Regions from separate parts of the Arachis hypogaea genome. Here region 2 is linked to region 1. The links are chromatin contacts, called in public Hi-C maps. All regions are on one chromosome and are shown on one strand. The core of a region is the stretch at or near the end of the contact, and the rest is flanking DNA. Distances in the headings are between cores, read along the strand shown. Region 1 holds the start of LOC112710641 (ATPase 11, plasma membrane-type). Region 2 has its middle 22 kb from the start of LOC112710654.

Region 1 (3,132 bases), core at 221-2,720:
CTGTGTATTATTTTTTTTTCTTTTTACATTTCTCATTTTTTATTTTTAATTTATTCATATATTACGTAATTTGTTAGTTGATTATTAGTTAAATAAAAGAATTAATTCTCTAAGAAAACTGTTAAAAAAAACTAACTGATAACGTATATCAAATATTAATACATAATATATCACATAGTCCGTATAATTAAAAAACTAAATTTATATATACACATAAAAGTATTATTTCAATAGAATGATATTTTTTAAGAAAAAATGGTCATCCATTACTAAACATATTATTATCTTTTTTTACAAATAAAGAAATAATATTATTCTAAAAAGAACTATAAATAACTGAAAATAAAGTTTTGACTAAAATTTGAAAACCTAAAATTACAGGGAAAATGTTTTAAAAATTATTGTATATGGAAATTATTGGACCATATATTTTCTTTGTCTCAACTGCAATGCAATCTCTACTTGAGAATTGATAGATCCTCATCTCTAAAATGACATTATAGATAAAGACTAATATAATATTATACAATTAATTTGACAAAAATAAAGATGTTCGGTAAAAAATAAAAGTAAATATAATTGATCAATTTGGTAATGGTATAGTTGATTTTTTAAGTTCTTCTTTACCTATTATGTGTTATCATAATAGTTTCTGTTACAATACTAAACCTATATATCTTTTGAGTTAGTTAGAGTTTGATTTTGATATTCTAACAAGTTTTTTAAAGAAATGATATTACAATTCAAAATTATTTTTCTTTTTTGAAAAACAAATTAGCATTCATATAAGAAGTTCGAAATGTAATATTCTTTTAATATAATAATTAATAATAGTGTATGAGAGGGCATTCTTATCAAATTATTTATGATATAGTATTAAAAAATAGCAACCAACTTTTATGATAAAATTTTGCAAATTAATTGACCAAATATAAAATATTTCACATTTATAATATTGTAAAAAACTAAAACAAGATTCTAAACATCTTCCAATCTAATATTATGTAAACAAGTAAACATATTATCAAATACTTTAAGACCTGAATTGTTTTTTAAATATAATTTTAATACATTGTCGATCTAAAATAATTTTATATTTATATTTAATTATGTAATAATTAATTAATAAAAATAACAATTTTTTATATTAACTGCATAAATAATTATTTAAAAAAAATATAATTATATAACGGTATAAATTTTTTTATACTATAAATATGTCAAAACCAAATTCATAATTTTATATGTTAAAATAATCAAAATGTTTTTTAAGTATGATTGATAATTTATCTTTTTATGTTTATACGACGACATAGGTTTTTTATTTATTTAACATGTGTATTTTAATTTTTATTCTTATATTGTTATAAAAAAAAGTGATTAAACTTTTTCATTTTATCTTATATTTAAATTAATACTAGCTAATTTTTTATTTTTATAGTAAAAATATTGATTTTCTAGTATTTTTTATTATTATATTTGTAAAAAAGAAAAAACAAAAAATTGGATGAGAGAGAGAGGGAGAGAATGAGAATTAGAAAAATGAAAAGGCCAATATGACTCTTCTATGTATTGTATGTATGTTATGTATTCCTCTTTCTCTCTCTACCTTACAGCCATAGCCATAGCCACACCCACAAACATGGAACGTCGTTGCTGAACTTGCATTTCCATACAAGGTTGTCTACCCCTTTGTGTCCCTCTTTCTTTCTCTCTCTGTTTTTTTTAGCTCTGAAGAACACTGCATCTTTTTCTTCTTCTTCTTCTTGTCTTTAGTTTCATCTCAATCCTCACAACTAGCTTGTCCTACTCCTACCCTTAACCATACACACTTTCTTTTCTTTCTTTCTTTCTATATCTTTTCTTTTTTCATTTTTATGTGTAGTTTGTCACACTTTTTTGTTTACTTGTAGTTTGTACTTTTGCCAACTCTCTCTTTGGTTGGTGCAATCCACGCACGCTATCTCTCTCCTAATTTTCTGAACTGTTTTGTTTGTAGTAACTCCTCAGAGAGAGAGAGAGAGAGAGAGAGAGAGAGAGAGAGTAAAAGTTTGGTGACTTACAAAGAGATAGAGAGAGAGAATAGAACTGGAACTGGAACGGGTAGATAGAAGAAGAAGAAGATGGGGGACAAATCCGTGGAGTTAGAGGCTGTTCTCAAAGAAACTGTGGATTTGGTAACATAGATCTGAATCACTATCATTTATTGGGTCTCTTTTGGTCTAATTGTTATCCTCATTGATGGTTTTTTTTTTCTTTTTTTTGATGAATGAATGTAGGAGAACATACCCATTGAGGAAGTTTTTGAGAATCTGAGATGTAGCAGAGAAGGTCTCAGCAGCAAGGCTGCTGAGGAAAGACTCGCCATTTTTGGCCACAACAAGCTTGAAGAGAAAAAGGTCTAACCTTTCTCTCATTTCATTGACCCCCACATGAATTTTTCTTTTTCCTTTTTCGTTTTGGTAAATTATCGTGTTCTGGGTTTTGTTTTTCAGGAGAGCAAGTTTTTGAAGTTCTTGGGATTTATGTGGAATCCTCTTTCTTGGGTTATGGAGGCTGCTGCTATAATGGCAATTGCTCTTGCCAATGGAGGGGTAAGTGTGCTTACTAGCTTCTAAAACTTGTTAGCAATGGAGGTGTATCAAATTCATGAATTAACTCAACTTTTTGCTAAGTTTAGGTGAACTCAATCCGAGTTTGATTATTTTGGACTTGCTCTTATTATTATTGTACAGGGTAAGCCTCCTGATTGGCAAGACTTTGTTGGTATTATCACTTTGCTTGTCATCAATTCAACCATCAGTTTCATAGAGGAGAACAATGCTGGTAATGCTGCTGCAGCTCTCATGGCTCGTCTCGCTCCGAAAGCAAAGGTGTGGGATTCAGTGTCATTTTCTTATGTCCTTAATGTTTGCATTGGATACTGGTATTGGTGGTGTTAAAATCTTTGCATCTGCAGAGGAACCAATTTTGTGTGTGTATTTTGTGAAGGTTCTTCGTGATGGTAGGTGGAACGAACAAGATGCCGCAGTCCTGGTTCCTGGTGACATCATCAGCATCAAACTTGGAGATATTATCCCTGCAGATGCTCGCCTTCTCGAAGGTGATCCTTTGAAAATTGATCAGGTGGGG
Region 2 (3,293 bases), core at 217-2,716, 82 kb before region 1:
AGTATATTCTCTTGGGTCTCTAATCAGCGATTCGCGTCATCTCTCCTGACAACAGAGCATCCGAATCTGAGATTAGAACCTTCGTGGTATAGGCTAGAAACAATTGGCAACATTCCTGAGATCCGGAAAGTCTAAACCTTGTCTGTGGTATTCTGAGTAGGATCTGGGAAGGGATGACTGCGACGAGCTTCAAACTCGCGACTGTTGGGCGCAGTGACAATGTGCAAAAGGATCAAGGAATCCTATTCCAACACAAGTGAGAACCGACAGATGATTAGCCCTGCAGTAGCTGTACCTGGTATTTTTTATCTGAGACGAGAAATCCGACAGTTGATTAGCCGTACAGAAACCGTAGTCGGACCATTTTCACTGAGAGGATCATACAGCTTGCCATGGAAGGGAGGACGCATGATTGGATGAAGACAATAGGAAAACAGAGGTTCAAAAGCAACAAAGCATCTCCAAATGCTTATCTAAAATTCCCACCAATAAATTACATATGTATCTCTATGTTATTTTCCGTTTTATTTATCTTTCAATTGTCAAATCCTCACAATTATTTGAATCTGTCTGACTGAGATTTACAAGATGACCATAACTTGCTTCAAGTCGTCAATCTCCGTGGGATCGATCCTTATTCACGTAAGGTATTACTTGGACGACCCAATACACTTACTGGTTAGTTGTACGGAATTGTGAAAAGTGTGATCACAATTTTATGCACCAGAAACTAAAGTGTCTAATCCAAAATTCGATGAGAACCAAAATGGATAAATACTCTTATAAATTTAAAGATGATTAATTACATTCTCAGCGTCTAACATCTCACTTCACATCCTTCCATCTTTAATATAGATCATCAATTGATGTTGTTAAGTGTAATATTTTACTACATAATGCTTTTTTCATTAATTTTTCTTCGTTTACATTTTTTTAACTTAAAAGTATATGGTGAGCAGAACTGGTGTCCGAAATGATTATTATACAGTAGAAATTGAGCTTAAAAACTGGCTTCACAATCAAAGAGTATAGCCATGCAGTCTAAATTCTCAAAAAAAAAATATAATTATTCATTAATTAAAAGTGTAAGCTTAATTTAACCTTAATTGAGTATCCAAGTTTCTTTTTTGTCACTACACTACTCACACACCCACATTTTAAAGGTTTTCTTAAACCTTATTCCAGTCTGAACTGGGGTATGAACTTGGTGCAACTTGATTAAGAGACAATATGATTGCCATTTGATCTAGGCCTCAGCTGCATTGGGCATCCATGTTTAACACATAATGTTTGTATCTTTTTTTTTGACATAAAACATATAATATTTGTTGAACGCGGCCCTAAAAATATTTAAATGGACTTCATTGCAAATTAAGGAAATCGACCAATTCTATATGTTACAATAATGCGTTTTTGTTTTGGACAGGTACAATAATGCGTTGTGTGTATAGGAAATAACTAACTGTCAAGCTTTGTTTTTTTTTTTGTTCCCGAGTTCCATTATTTAGGTGCAACCAAAAGGATTACAGTCATTGTATCAATCTGAATAAATTGGACTCAGTGGCTAGGCCCATTTAAAAATAGGCGGGCTTACTTTAAAGCCTGAATATAAATAAACCTAACAGTGAATGAAGATAATGATCCTTTTCACAAAAATTAATTGAATTAAATGACCCTATGTTAGCAGAGATCGATACTTTTTATCAATATTAATTAATATTTTAGCCAATATTTTAGTTAATACCTCACTTTTATACTGTTAAAATGTAAAATTTAAGGGTTTAAATTTAGTGCCTTAACAGTCAAATTAATTTCTAACAAATAAAACATTCTTTAAATGTATTTTTAAAAGATTTTATCAATTAAATTGGTCTATTAAAAATTTAAAATTAATTATATTTATTCTTCAATTACTGTATTAATAATTTTTATCAATGATTGATGCTGTAAAATATTAATTAAGAACATACATGATATCTAAAATATTTAATTGGATATTAATTAAATATATTTATGAAAATCTATTGATTTAATTATTTTCAATTACATAAACTCTATTCCTAGCATGATCTAATGACTAAATTGATAAATTTTTATAAATATATTTGATAAGTGTCCATTGAACATGTTAAGTATTATATATGCTATCAATTAATATTTCACATCATCAATTGTCGACAAAAATTGTTAATAGAGTAACAAAAAGATAAATATGATTAATTTATACTTTTTAACGAATCAATTTGATTGATAAAATTTTTTAAAGATAAATTTAAAGAACGTCTCATCTTTTTAAGGATTAATTTAATTATTAACTCAGAGTTAGATCTTTAGTGTTTAGAATTAGCCAAATATTAATAAAAGTTAATAAATTTTATTATTAACGCAACATTTCTCTTTTACAATTTCTAGTTTTTAACAAATAAGTATGATGATATTTAATAAGAATAAGTGCAAATAACAAAGCTATGCTCCCAAAGATCCCATTACAAACCCCGAAATTGAACATGATTATATTTTTTTAGGTGTCTGAACTCTGATTATATCTTTCAATGAGTTACGATAGTACCCTAACAGTGATAAATATTTATCTTAAAAGAGTTTGTAACACACTACTAGCAATAATCAAAGTAAAGAAAGCTAGCATCTGCTCAGCTATGTGAAAAGTAGAAATTGATGTCTGATCCTTTTTCTGTTGTGGAGAAAAAGGACAAAAATGATAAAATTTGATTTGATTCGTGCCTTGATCACTAGCCATTAATTTCCAATATAACGACAAATTCTCATCCCATTTCCATCCATACCCACTTACACTTTCACCATTCCCATATTATCATATTTTACAAATTTTGGTCCCATTGGTTTCTTCCTTCCTTTTTCATTTTCAGCATCACGCTGGCTGAACTGGTATCGCCGCCAGTTTTTCTTTTTTTCTTGTGGCGCCAAGCTGTATATCCAAAATTTTATGTCTAAATTCCAAAAGAAAACCCAATATATATATATATATATATATATATATATATATATATATATATATATATATATATATATATATATATATATATATATATATATCAATCTTGTTACACATTTAAATCTAGTAATTAAATTTAATTAAGTTAATTTAAATTCAATAAAAATTAATTTTATTAGTGAGAGAGTATTTATACGCTCCAATTTTTCACTAACAGAAATGTTTGTCTTTCGTATTTCTTCATCTTCTTCTTTGTATTCTTTTTTTTTTGCGTATTCCTCTTCATCTTAGTTCTTTTATTACTATTATTGTTGTTACA

Evidence for each region. A called contact is a pair of places that touch in the nucleus more often than the background predicts.
Region 2: a contact with region 1 is called in a Hi-C map of an unstated tissue, with 5 times the contacts expected there. The contact joins the enhancer-like site here to the promoter of LOC112710641 in region 1. A contact is called at or near these places in 5 of 8 Hi-C or Micro-C datasets (leaf and an unstated tissue).

Annotation. Positions count from the first base shown.
Region 1 is chr1:112,013,578-112,016,709 of arahy.Tifrunner.gnm2.J5K5, reverse strand. LOC112710641 (ATPase 11, plasma membrane-type) reads left to right here and starts at 1,470. Exons shown (of 21, transcript XM_025762967.3): 1 at 1,470-2,177; 2 at 2,280-2,399; 3 at 2,496-2,594; 4 at 2,736-2,873; 5 at 2,992-3,126. The coding sequence starts at 2,124.
Region 2 is chr1:112,094,999-112,098,291 of arahy.Tifrunner.gnm2.J5K5, reverse strand. No RefSeq gene overlaps it. Among protein-coding and RNA genes, the nearest start is that of LOC112710654, 22 kb to the left of the region's middle. Within about 2 kb of position 1,466, at least 3 of the 3 cell types and tissues checked have open chromatin away from gene starts, as enhancers often do.